4 separate regions of the Mus musculus genome follow, and regions 1, 2 and 4 are each linked to region 3. A link is a contact called in public Hi-C and promoter capture Hi-C data. All regions are on one chromosome and are shown on one strand. Each heading gives the region's core, a stretch centred on a gene start, on an enhancer-like site or on the middle of the called end of the contact. The rest is flanking DNA. Distances are from core to core; before and after follow the strand shown.

Region 1 (2,700 bases), core at 73-2,572, 270 kb after region 3:
AGGGCACAAGGTGGCAGCTGCCAGGGCTCAGCCTTGGGCAAGAATCCAGAAAAGATGAAGTCATTTTCTGACCTGTGTCCCAGCCAGGAGTTTGAATGCAAAAAGGGTTATCGGTGAACTTTCTGAATGTCTTCTGAGGCTTGCTTTCAGCTCAGAGGCAGAGCTCTGGCACAGTATGGGCAATGGCAGCCAGTGTGTCATGGGACACTGCCTTATAGACAGCTGCAGTCATTACACAACACTCAGGTACTAAGACGGGGGCAAGTTTGAACTATTTCCCTATCACAAAACGCCTACCTTATTCTCCAAAATGTGCTGTTTTCTGTCTTTTGTGCTAAAGCACAAAGACTGTGTTACCGTTGTGTGTGTGTATGTGTGTGTGTTGTTTTTTTATCTCTAGGACATCCTTACCTGAGTATGTGTTGTGAGCTAAGCCAGGTTGTAGACCCCCATCAGTCTCATCTCCAGCCTTTCCCTACTGTGTGGACAAAGCTATGGATTCTCAAGAAAGCTGCTGGGGGAGCCCTCCTGAGACTTCAGACACCTGTATCTATTTTTCTTCACGGGGGGGGGGGGGGGGGAAGTGGGGTGTGTGTGTGTGCAGAGTCTGCTTGACCTGCCAAGAAGATGTGAAACTAACAAAGAAGTTTCCCATGGGGGGGGGGGGAGTGTTGTGAGGGGGGGCAGGCAGCCAGCAGAGGGCAGCTGTTCCAGCCACGCCACCTCAGCCTCACTACCTGCACCTCTAGGGTCTCTGCCTAAGGATGCTTCCCTCTTACCTCATGTTTAGGGGTTCTGGAGTGACAGCCACGATGGCATGGGGGCGGGGGCGGGGGGAGAGGGGCAAGGCACTTGAGTGCACACATGCATAATCTGGATTCAGGGATGAGGTCATATTCCCAGTGTGAGGGAATTCCCAGTGTGAGGGTTGGGAGAAGAAAATGGCTTTGTTACAATTCTGCTAGACTCCTCACTGGCCCAGGACAGTGCGGTTGTCTAGAGAATGTTCCTCATTGACAGCCCAATGAGAGTGGAGCCCAGAAAACTCCCCAGATGAGGTCATATGAGAGACTTGATGGGGGTGGGCGGTTTGGGGGAAGGGGAGGAAAGACTGGCAGAAATTAAAGATATCTGAGCTGACATTAAAGACATCAAGAGCTGGGGTGGAAGATTCTCCTGGGACCTGGAGGACACAGTGGGGGTCCTGGGGGGACAGTTGAGACAGAGGTATGCAGGCTTGGGGACTCATAGGCCCTCTGTATGAGGTTTGTTTTTCTGTCCTCCACTCTGGCCCACTGGCAGCTCCGCCCACCTATCTTTCCCACTGTGCTCTTTCTCAGCCTTCCTGTTCTTCATGGCAGGGAGGAGTCGGTTGGCCTCAGGCTGAGATCAGCTTTCTCTACTCACCCATCCACCGTGGGCCTCTGGGGTCGGTCGCTCAGACTTCTGCTATTAATGCAGCACCAAATGGAGGAACCGGAGACAAAGCCTGGGTCTGCAGGCTCCCCCGCTCCGACTCCAAGGGGTTCACACTGATATTATAATAGTTACTTCCTAATATTTAAATTCCGAATGGCCAACACTTACATTCAAGGTCACTGCTAATGAAACAGCAATCTGTATGCAAATATGTATTGTTGTCTGTGTATTTATGCGTACTCTCCACCCCTTTAATCCATCATAGGAGATATCATGTTATAGTTATTGATTAGGAATTCCTCCAGATCATCTCTTCCTGCTTCCCCACCTCTCACTGAACACCAACCTGGAAAAAAAAAAAAGGAAAATGCAAAGTGGGGCTGCTTTAAGAGCTGTCTAGGCACAATACAATGCACTAACCTTCCGTGTAAAGGACATTTTACAGGCAGCACCTGAACACTGCATTCCTTATCATTGCACCGGATGCTGTCTTCTTCTGGCCAGGAAGGTCCATCCTTTGTCCAGTCTCCCCTCTTCCGCTATGGCGCCTTGTCTCCTCATGGCTCTGCTCACCTCATTATTTATAAGATACATCTCCTGTTTTCCATAGAAGACTGCTCCACGGAATTTCCTGTAGGGCTGTTTTGGGACTAAGAAGCTCAGCTTTGGTTATTTCCCCTCCACCTTGCATGAGGCTATAGTTGGCAATTCTCATTAAATCTCACCCTCTCCTGATGCTCTTAGGGTCTCTCTAGTCCTTTAGCATTTTATTGTGGGTCTGTAAGACCTGTGTGTATCTCCAGCTCAGTTACTGCCTCTGTGACATCGTTACTTTAGATATAAAGCACCAAGCGCTTAGCTAGCAACAATGTTTCTGATTTCTTCCATTTTTTAATCACAAAATTTAGACAAAGGTCTTAGAAGAAATTTACTTGCCTGGAGTTTCAAAGCCAGTCCTAACTCAGAATCACAATTGACAGAAGCTAAGCGATAGTGTTGAGAAACACCATTGCTTCAGATACGAACACCTTGTGAATATGGTCCATGGAGGCTGTCTCTCTACCATTTAAAACTTGGGTCCTTAGCCTCGACTCCCTGAATGTCAGTATTCAGACAGAAGAGGACTTTGGGATTTAAGACCCAGCATCACCTAGCAGGGGTGTGAAATCTGTCAAGTCATTCTTACCCTAGATTGCACCAAGAAAAGAAAGTGATGAGCCTGCTGGGTACCTAACAGTCTTGTAAGCTCACCTTGTTACAGGCAGGATGTGGAAGCCAGGG
Region 2 (2,726 bases), core at 217-2,716, 370 kb after region 3:
CCATAAGGAAGCAACACACGCAGCCTGTTTACAGGGTTCACTTTGGCACGTGTGTCATGGTTCTCTACAGATGCACAATGGCATGGACTCTCCATTACAGCTTGGGTTTTTCAGTAGTTAAAGACATACACACAATTAATTTAGGGAGGAGAGATGGTTCGGCAGTTAAGCCCAATTCTTACCCTTCCTGAAGACCACAGCTTGGTTCCCAGGACCCACATTGAGAGGCCCCCAATCGCTTATAACTCCAGCTCCAGGAGGTGTGATTCCTTTCTTTGCCTTCACAGGCAGGAACACACAAATGGAGTACACTCACTCACACAGACACGCATGCACATAGAAACAAAATAAGAGTTGGAGTAGAATTGAGGGTGAATGTGATCAAAATAGGTTGTGTGAAATTCTCAAACAAATGCATTACTCTATTAAAATAATCTAAAAGTTAATTTAAACTTTTTTATTGGTGCATTACACGTTCTTTTGTCTAAGACAGTGATTGTTCTTTGGTTAAGAAGCTTCTAATATTTAGAATAATCATGCTGGCATATTGTTGCCATTCAAAGGAATCGTCTCAGCAAACCACAAGTTTTAAAAGAATGCACTTGCCTTATGAATTCCTCAGAAATAACCACAGCACATTTTGGAAGGGTTGTGTGTGTGTGTCACAGATCCTGGCATTGAAGAGCTGCTTCCCCTCTGTGGTCTCAGTTGAGCCAAGTTAGGAAAGTAGGAGTTCTTTGAGAGTTCATAGTCCAGGCTCTGGGAAAACAGAAGGTCAAAGCATCTTAAAGCTGAGTTTCCATGGACTTAAAAGGAGAACCCGCACAGAGAATAGCCCTGAGCCTGAACGGAGAAGAGTCCAATAGGAGGAGGTGGGACAGTGGGCGTCAGGCGGTCACCCAGGCAACGCAGCAGCTCACCGGGGCGGAGGCAGCATGTTGGCCGGTAGGGAGCAAGAAAGAGTCCGTGTATGGTGCCAGTGTGTGAGTGGCTGCGGTGATCCGCAGTGGGACTCGGAGGTGTGGGACAGAGTCCGGGTCTTACTAGGGAGTAATCCTTTGAGAAGATGAAACGAGAAAGAGGAGTTGCTAGAGAAGGTTAGTAGGGCGGAGGCATGACTTGGAGTGAGTGAGTGGCACGAAGGCATAACCTGGAGGTGGAGCGGGTGGAGGTAGTGAGAGGCGGGGAATGAAGTGAGGTAGGTTGAGAGAGTCCTCTGAGACCAAGGGCGTGGTCTGGCCTGGGGACTTGAACCGAACGGTTTGGGGTTGGTCGAAGGAAAAAAAATTCTCTAGCGGGTAGAGGCAAGGAAGATGAGCTGGGGGCGTGGCTCCTTGAAGAGGAGGCTGGACCAGCAAGGAGGGCTGCGAGGACCCCAGGAGCGGGTTCGGGGGCGTGGCTTCAGGGGAGCGGTGTGGAGGCGTGGCTTCGGGAGCGGGCTGGGGGCGTGGCCCGTGGGAGGAGGCGGCTGAGCGCGGGAGGGCGGAATCAGCGCTGCTCTTTCTTGGAGGCCACGGCGCGCAGAGCCTGGCGAGCTCGCGGCTGCATCCCTGCTGGAGCCGGCTGGGCAGCAGGACCTCTTGGACACGCTGGCTTTGGAGCTTCGGTGGAGTGGGGACCGTCGAGGTGAGGCTACCCAGAGAGGCGCAAGGCTCTGCGGGGCGCGGGCTCTCGGGTGGGTATCGCGGAGGAACTGAGCGCCTCTGTGACCCAAGGGTGCCCCGCTGCCAGCTCCTGCTTGTGGCTCGTGGGACGGACTGGGACTGCTCACCTGTTGCGCCACCGTGAGCGCTCCGCCTGCTAGCGGCTGCTCTGGGCTAGCCCGGCAGCGCCCCCCGGGGAGGGCGCGGTGTGCTGTTCTTGCCGGTGCCTTTCCCCCCGGGACGTCAGGGATTACCCTGAAACTCTATCTACCCGCGCTCCCTGCTTGCTGGGCGGGCTGCGGGGTTGCGCCAGGACGACGGACAAAGGTTGGCCGCCACTGGCCCCTTGAATGCTTCCTTCCTCGGAGGGCGTGACCTGTGCATGGAGGGGATTGGGGTTGCGTTTTAAATTGGAGCACTCAGATTAGAAAGCAAGTTTCTCCTTCTGGGACGCAGCCTAAAAGACTTGGGGACTTTATCGTTACTTGTATAGAGAGTGAGTTGGCAGAATTGGGTTGGCTCCATATCTGTTCGGGATATGGGGAATTGCTATACTGGCTAGACTCTGGGATGGGACGACTGCCGCAGGAGAGGAATTCAGGTGGCTTGTGCTGGCGGACCCCACTTCTTAACAGCAAAGTTGCAGAGTCGGAGCAAATTTCTTCCCCGAGTGAAAGAAGACAAAAAAATCCCAACAGCAAACACAAGCGAGCCAAGCTACTATAGTTGCTGCCCAGCATGGGATCATGGCATTGATAAGTAGAATAGTTATTTGAATTTATTCACTGCTGGTTACCAAGGCTTCTTAGAGCCGTATCTCTCCCTCCCCCACTATTTTTTTCAGGCCCCTTCCACCCCATTTCTGTTGTCTAGTGTTTTCTAAATTCTCCAGACCTTCTAGGTTTTTGCCCATCTTTTTTGATCCCACTTTTAAAGCACAGAAATTTCACCCTGTTTGCTTTTTTTCCCCTCACTCTTGTTTTCTTTTTTTTTTTTTTACCTTTCCTAGCAAATGCTCCCTTTCCCTGCTATTCATCGCCCCCTTTCAAACTTCCTCACCGCATTGTTCTCTTGGTACGGGTT
Region 3 (2,700 bases), core at 128-2,627:
TAGAACAGAGATAGATATGTTTTTCTGATACAGCTCAATTCAAAGATACACTAATTTGATATATACTAAGGAATAATAGGAAAATATGAAAAGTTTTGCTTTCTGTAATCAAACTGCTCTTTCTATAAGAGTAGCAATGTTTGTACAAACTGTAAAGACACCACAATTCATAACACATAGTAGATGAAATCTGATCTGAGGCAGTTACTGTCATGAACACAGCAAAGTACAGTTGTAGAGATTTGAGACCCAAAGCTTATTCCAGAAGCAAAGCCAGAGATAGGCTGCGTTTTTAATCAAGTTTTGGTCAGCTCCTGGTCCCCAGGGTTGCCATGAACAGTTTAAAAGTGTTGGTTTAATTGAAAGGTCTTTTGCAGGAGGCAGCCAGAGAAGCAAGGAGAGAGCACACCAGCTACCCGTTAGGAAGGCAAACTGCCCATCCCAGCCATTTTTGTTTATTTACAAAAGACAAAGATCAGAAAAGTTTCTAATAAGAATTTAACAGATGGGCTGTTGAAATGGCTTAGTGTGTAACAGCACTGACCACTCTTCCAAAGGACTTGAGTTCAAATCCCAGCAACCACATGGTGGCTCACAACCATCCATAATGAGATCTGATGTCTTCTTCTGATGTGTCTGAAGACAACTGCAGTGTACTTATTTATAACAATAATTAAATCTTTGGGCCAGAGCGAGCAGAGGTCCCTAAATTCAATTCCCAACAACCACATAAAGGCTCACAACCATCTGTACAGCTACAGTGTACTCACATACAAAAAAAAAAAAAAAAAAAAAAAACAACAAAAAAAAAAAACTTAAACAAAAAGAACTTAACAGATAAGCCATCTTTCCAACCCTGAGCAATATCTTTCAAATTAAAAAAAGACATTCATGTAGCATCTTAAATTAAAGTGCAGCCTTATCTATAAGCCTGTAAGAGTAATATCCTGCCCCTTGGTAACAAAGACCATACAAAATGTACTCAAACTTAATACTGATAATCATAATAGAATTTAATAGTTCATTACAGGAGCCCAGTGCTCCATGAGTTTCTAAATGTAATTTAACCTGGAATTTAGAGGTATCCAGTCTCGCACTCACTGGAAAATTCCTTTTGGTCAGGAAAAGGAATATCTTTAAACCTAGAAAAAGCTTCTAGTCCCTCTTGCTGATCCTTGTCTAGCTGAACATGTGGGTTAGCTTGGTTGGCCGGGGCAATACCAGTCCTCCATCAGAGAGGGCGCTGTACAACAGGCCATGCATGTGGCCCAGCTAGCATACGCTCTCTATGGGCGACACTCAGCCGGCTGTCAGGATCCCCTCTGAAGCTAAGATTTGCGGAAGTGTTTCTAGGCGACAGAGCTCTCAGATGACGCCTGCGCAGTGCCACCGGCGGCGGGGGTGGCTGACGCTGCCGGGTTGAGGGAGTTCCTGCGGGTGGCTGTCACCGCCCCGTTTCTCTCCCGATGGTGCTCTCCTGAGGCCAGCTGCCTGCGGGCGTCGCCCCGGGATGGAGCACATCCGGACAACCAAGGTAGTCGGCGGGAGATCCTCGCAGCTGCCGGGGTCCATTGGGCAGAGGCGGACGGGCAGTTTGGGGGTGCGGGGCCTCCGTTGAGGGCCGGCAGTTTGGGGGTGCGGAGGCCGTGTGGACAGCGCAGGCGCCTTGGCAGGAGGTGCTTGGGGAGTCGGCAAACGGTGGCCGCCCAGCGAGCTTTGCTCTTTTGGACAAGACTGGGGCTGCTTTTTACTTTGGGGGATTTCGGCCGATCGCCGCCTGGCTCGCCCCCAGGCTGGTGGGTCCAGTTATCCATCAGTGCTGTGCTGTTCTTGAACCAGTCTTGCTCTGGTTTAAGTGCCCCGCCCGCTCTTTTCCGCGGTGCAAATATTAGCGCATCCGAGGCCACTCACTTTTCTAGTTCTCCAGACACTTAGAGTTGATACTTCTGTGCTTCCAACTTTAGGCATTGTCTTAAGTGTAGGGAGCCAACTTGACAGCAGTTATGCAGAAGGGGAAAGAAAGGCTGTGTCATATTGTAAAAGGTCCATGGAACTTTCCTATAACTGAGCTTGTTTGTCAAGTCCGTGCTTAATTTTTCTGTGTGAGAAGAATTCAGAGAATGGCCAAACTTCAGCCTCAGAAAGGGCCAAAACAGAAATGGAGATCAAAGGGCGTGAATGACCTTTTAAGATGAGGAAAAACACCTCTCTGGGCTTTGCCAGAGCCTTAACTGTCACTTACTGTCTGTCCTAAAGGTCTTAAAGTTACAGGTCATTTGGGAATAAACTGCATTTTTTTCTTCATTATTCTTTAAAACGCTTCACAGTCCTTGATGTTATGGATAACATAACATGAATTTTTGTTAGGATTTATTTTGGAGTTTGCCTATACTATTTGTAGGAAATGTGGAGGTGCTCCTCTTCCAAAATTTTGGTTTTTTTGAGACAAGGTTTCTCTGTGTAGCTCTGGCTGTCCTGGAACTTGCACTGTAGACTAGGCTGGCCTTGAATTTACAGAGAGCTATCCTCCTTTGATTCCAAGTGCAGGGATTAAAGGTGTGCACCACCACTGCTTGGCAGATTTTATTTATTTATTTAAAGAGAAGGAACGTTTAAGTTGCTGACATTTAAAATTTGAAAATGGGAGGATGATTCGATGTACAGCAGAGGGTGCTAAGGCAGGGAAGAGAATGAGAGTGA
Region 4 (2,831 bases), core at 287-2,786, 390 kb after region 3:
GAGTACAGAATCTTATCAGTTGAACATGGATTCTTTTTCAGTCACAGACACATCAAATGTTCTGAGAACAAGATTGTTCTGGACAGTTGGCACTTTCCGTGATTTCCCCGTGGAAACTGCCCTCTCAGTCCACCAGGATCAGGTAGCAGAGCTAGTAGCTGCAGTCGAGAGCCTCATGGCTCCTTAAAGTTGACACACAAAAGAGCAGTGTCCTAATGTTGGAACTCTTGCTAAACAGTTTTCAAGGAGGCACAACTAAGGCTTTTTTTTTTTTAACTACCTCATAATCTTCTGTGCTGAAGTAGCAGCCTGCCTCGTTGGTGCATCCGGGCTATGAGAGGAAGACCCAGAGGTGGACTCATTTACGCTGGTGCCAGAAATACGGAAGGTATTCATTCTAATGCTGATTTACTATTTTCAAGAATAACGCCCAGAAGTGTCCTGAGACATGGTGGTGGTGGTGGCGGCGGCGGCGTTGTTTTAGCTCTTAAACACATGCAGTAATCCGATCTGACATTGTTATTCCCAGGGAAATGGAAGCAAGCAGAGGGTTCAAGGGCACCCAGAAAAGCCTTTGGCTGTTGTGAGGGCTAATGGGGGAGTAAGCGTGTAGTCAGAGTGGTGTGGCGGAGGGGTGTGGCGGCCTCAGTGCTGACCGAGAGTGAGTTATTTTGTGAACTCCTCGTTAAAGCCATGTGGAGTGTTCTCTGGGAACCACTCGAGATACTCTTCCAACACAGCCAGATCCCTTTGCTGTGTCCCTGCAACTCTGGGCCTAAGCTTCGCTGAGTGGGTGGAGTTTGGACCAAACTGTTGGCACAGGACCATCTCATTGCCAGCAAACAACTGCACATGCGTGGGAAGCGTGGACGGCACAGATGGAGTCTCCTGAACACCAGGATTGTCGATGGGTTTTGTTGATTTGTTTTTTTGGCAGTTAATGCCAGTTTTGGTTTCCCTAGAGTGTATGTTTAAACTGTTGGTTTCCCCTCTCTCTCTCTGATGTGTGGATGTTGTTATATATTAACTTAATGCCAGGCAGCAGCACAGACTTCCAAAACATACTGGTGGATTTTGTGTTCAGAGCAGGACAAAGTTCAAATCCCTGTTAATTTCATGGTCTGGACTCCCCAGCCTAGCGATTGGCCCACAAATGAAGCCATACCTACTGTAGTCGGCATCATGAAGAACCTAAAGTGTAGAATGGTCCCAGCTTGTTGCTGGCTTGTTTTGTTTTGTTGAAATGTTCAAGACAGGAATTTTCTCTGTGTAGCCCTGGCTGTCCTGGATCTCACTCTGTAGATCAGGCTGGCTTCAAATTCAGCGATCCGTCTTCCTTTTCTTCTGCCTCCAGAGTCCTGGAGTTAAAGGTGTGTGCCACCATTGCCCGCCTTTAGTCCCAGTTTGTTGCTTTTAAATAATATTGTTCATTAGTTATGTTCAGGGAAGTCAGATAGGAGAATGGATCTGGAGTGAGTATTGTTCTGAGTCTAGAGTCCACTGGCCGACCTAGAAGACCACCCCTGCTTGGCTATTTCGGTGCCCGAGCAGATGCCATGGTCATCTGTGAAGGTCGCTGAAGTCATCCAGAGCAGGACCCAGATAAGCCTGCGGTTTCTGTTGTGCTTCTCCGGGGGACCTGCTTCAGAAGTGTGTTTATTGCCAGTTTGGGATCCCTCCACCTCGTGGGTTTTCGGAGAAGCCTTTTCCTAATAACTCTGACGCGCAACCCTGAAACCCTTGTGGAGCTGAGCAGATGACACTTTTGCCACCAAAGGCCTTGCAGTAAATGCTTTGTTCCTGCGCAGGAAAGACACCCAGGGACGTTTATTGCTGGCTGTATGGAAGGTTTTCTTCACGAAGGATTTTATTTATTAGCAAAATACTGCTGTGAGCATGATTCTTAAGGGCCGGTAATTTAGATTCTGCTGGCTCAAGGCTGTAATTTTTTTTTTCTAAAGCTATCTGGAGATCCATTCACTAAGAAATAAGCTTTTGCTGAAAATTAGGGATTGAGGCTTGAAAGAGCTGAATGAAGTTATGACTTTTGTATTACCCCTGGAAGTAATTGCTCCTTTAACTCAAAATCCATTAGTAGCCTGGTATAAGTTTTTTGACATCATGATTATTAATGTCTTTTAACAAGGTCTCATTTCAGTAACCTTAAGCAAATCACTGATTTTAATATAACAGGCATGGTATTTTAGAAATCAAAGGATACATTTATTGAAGGTATCCAACTGCTTTGATTTAACTTAGAATATATATGCATAAGTAAGAGTTCTCTTTCATGACCCATGTATTAGTCAGAGTTCCCCACCAAAACTAGTCTGTAGGTTGTATGCGTGTGGGCAGATAGTGTGTATCCTTATCTGGGATTTTTAAAGTGTTGGAATATTTTCATAAACATGAGATAGGCTGTGGAGAGGGAACTCAAGTCAGAACACAGTTCAGTTATATTTGAAAGATACAACATTTGGCCCCAAGGAAATGCCATATAAGCATTTTAATAATTTGGCCTATGATGCAAGTCTGTGATGCAGAATCCTTACCCGAGCTGTGTATTAGCTTCTCCATTATCCCAATAAAAACGACTGAGGCAGACTACTTGCAAAGAAAAAGGAATTTAGTTAGCTGACAGTTTGGGAGGCTGGAGGTCCAGACAGCATAGGGCCTCTGGTGAGGAGTCATGGGCTGATTCACCTCATCAGTGGATTGCAGTGAGGGAAGCCAGGGAGACTGGGTGGGGCCAGGCCCAGACTTTTGTAACATCTCTGTCAAGAGAACTGGTCAGGCTCTGGTAAAGGGTAGCTTAAGCCAGTAGTTCTCAC

Evidence for each region. Promoter capture Hi-C pulls out the DNA fragments that hold promoters and counts their contacts. Hi-C and Micro-C count contacts between places; a contact is called where the count stands out from the background.
Region 1: a contact with region 3 is called in a Hi-C map of muscle stem cells, with 2.5 times the contacts expected there. The contact joins the enhancer-like site here to the promoter of Mtmr6 in region 3. A contact is called at or near these places in 10 of 39 promoter capture datasets (the 3T3-L1 cell line, HPC-7-derived erythroid cells, cranial neural crest and 6 more), 4 of 484 Hi-C or Micro-C datasets (the HPC-7 cell line, Sertoli cells, muscle stem cells and 1 more), 12 of 115 datasets of contacts at active chromatin or transcription factors (T-cell acute lymphoblastic leukemia, astrocytes, bone marrow-derived dendritic cells and 8 more) and 2 of 9 other capture datasets (embryonic stem cells and macrophages).
Region 2: a contact with region 3 is called in a promoter capture Hi-C map of neural stem cells. The contact joins the promoter of Spata13 here to the promoter of Mtmr6 in region 3. A contact is called at or near these places in 1 of 39 promoter capture datasets (neural stem cells), 5 of 484 Hi-C or Micro-C datasets (CD8 T cells, adipose-derived mesenchymal stem cells, embryonic stem cells and 1 more), 1 of 115 datasets of contacts at active chromatin or transcription factors (astrocytes) and 2 of 9 other capture datasets (adipose tissue and liver).
Region 4: a contact with region 3 is called in a promoter capture Hi-C map of liver, with 2.7 times the contacts expected there. The contact joins the enhancer-like site here to the promoter of Mtmr6 in region 3. A contact is called at or near these places in 3 of 39 promoter capture datasets (hippocampal neurons, liver and maxillary cranial neural crest), 2 of 115 datasets of contacts at active chromatin or transcription factors (astrocytes and embryonic stem cells) and 2 of 9 other capture datasets (adipose tissue and liver).

What each region holds. Positions count from the first base shown.
Region 1 is chr14:60,529,224-60,531,923 of GRCm38.p6, forward strand. It overlaps a transcript of Spata13 not described here. Among named protein-coding and RNA genes, the nearest start is that of Gm41166, 93 kb to the right of the region's middle. Within about 2 kb of position 1,323, at least 76 of the 459 cell types and tissues checked have an H3K27ac peak or open chromatin away from gene starts, as enhancers often do. A contact at or near this core is called in embryonic forebrain, muscle stem cells, neural progenitor cells and 1 more, where this site is marked.
Region 2 is chr14:60,633,239-60,635,964 of GRCm38.p6, forward strand. It overlaps Spata13 (spermatogenesis associated 13), which reads left to right and starts at 1,467. Exons shown (of 13, transcript NM_001033272.2): 1 at 1,467-1,626.
Region 3 is chr14:60,263,828-60,266,527 of GRCm38.p6, forward strand. Mtmr6 (myotubularin related protein 6) reads left to right here and starts at 1,378. Exons shown (of 14, transcript NM_144843.4): 1 at 1,378-1,534. The coding sequence starts at 1,511. It overlaps Gm38641 (a long non-coding RNA gene), which reads left to right. Exons shown (of 3, transcript XR_874661.1): 3 at 1-80.
Region 4 is chr14:60,655,360-60,658,190 of GRCm38.p6, forward strand. The region is part of intron 1 of Spata13 (spermatogenesis associated 13); the gene reads left to right. Among named protein-coding and RNA genes, the nearest start is that of Spata13, 22 kb to the left of the region's middle. Within about 2 kb of position 1,537, at least 71 of the 459 cell types and tissues checked have an H3K27ac peak or open chromatin away from gene starts, as enhancers often do. A contact at or near this core is called in adipose tissue, embryonic stem cells and liver, where this site is marked.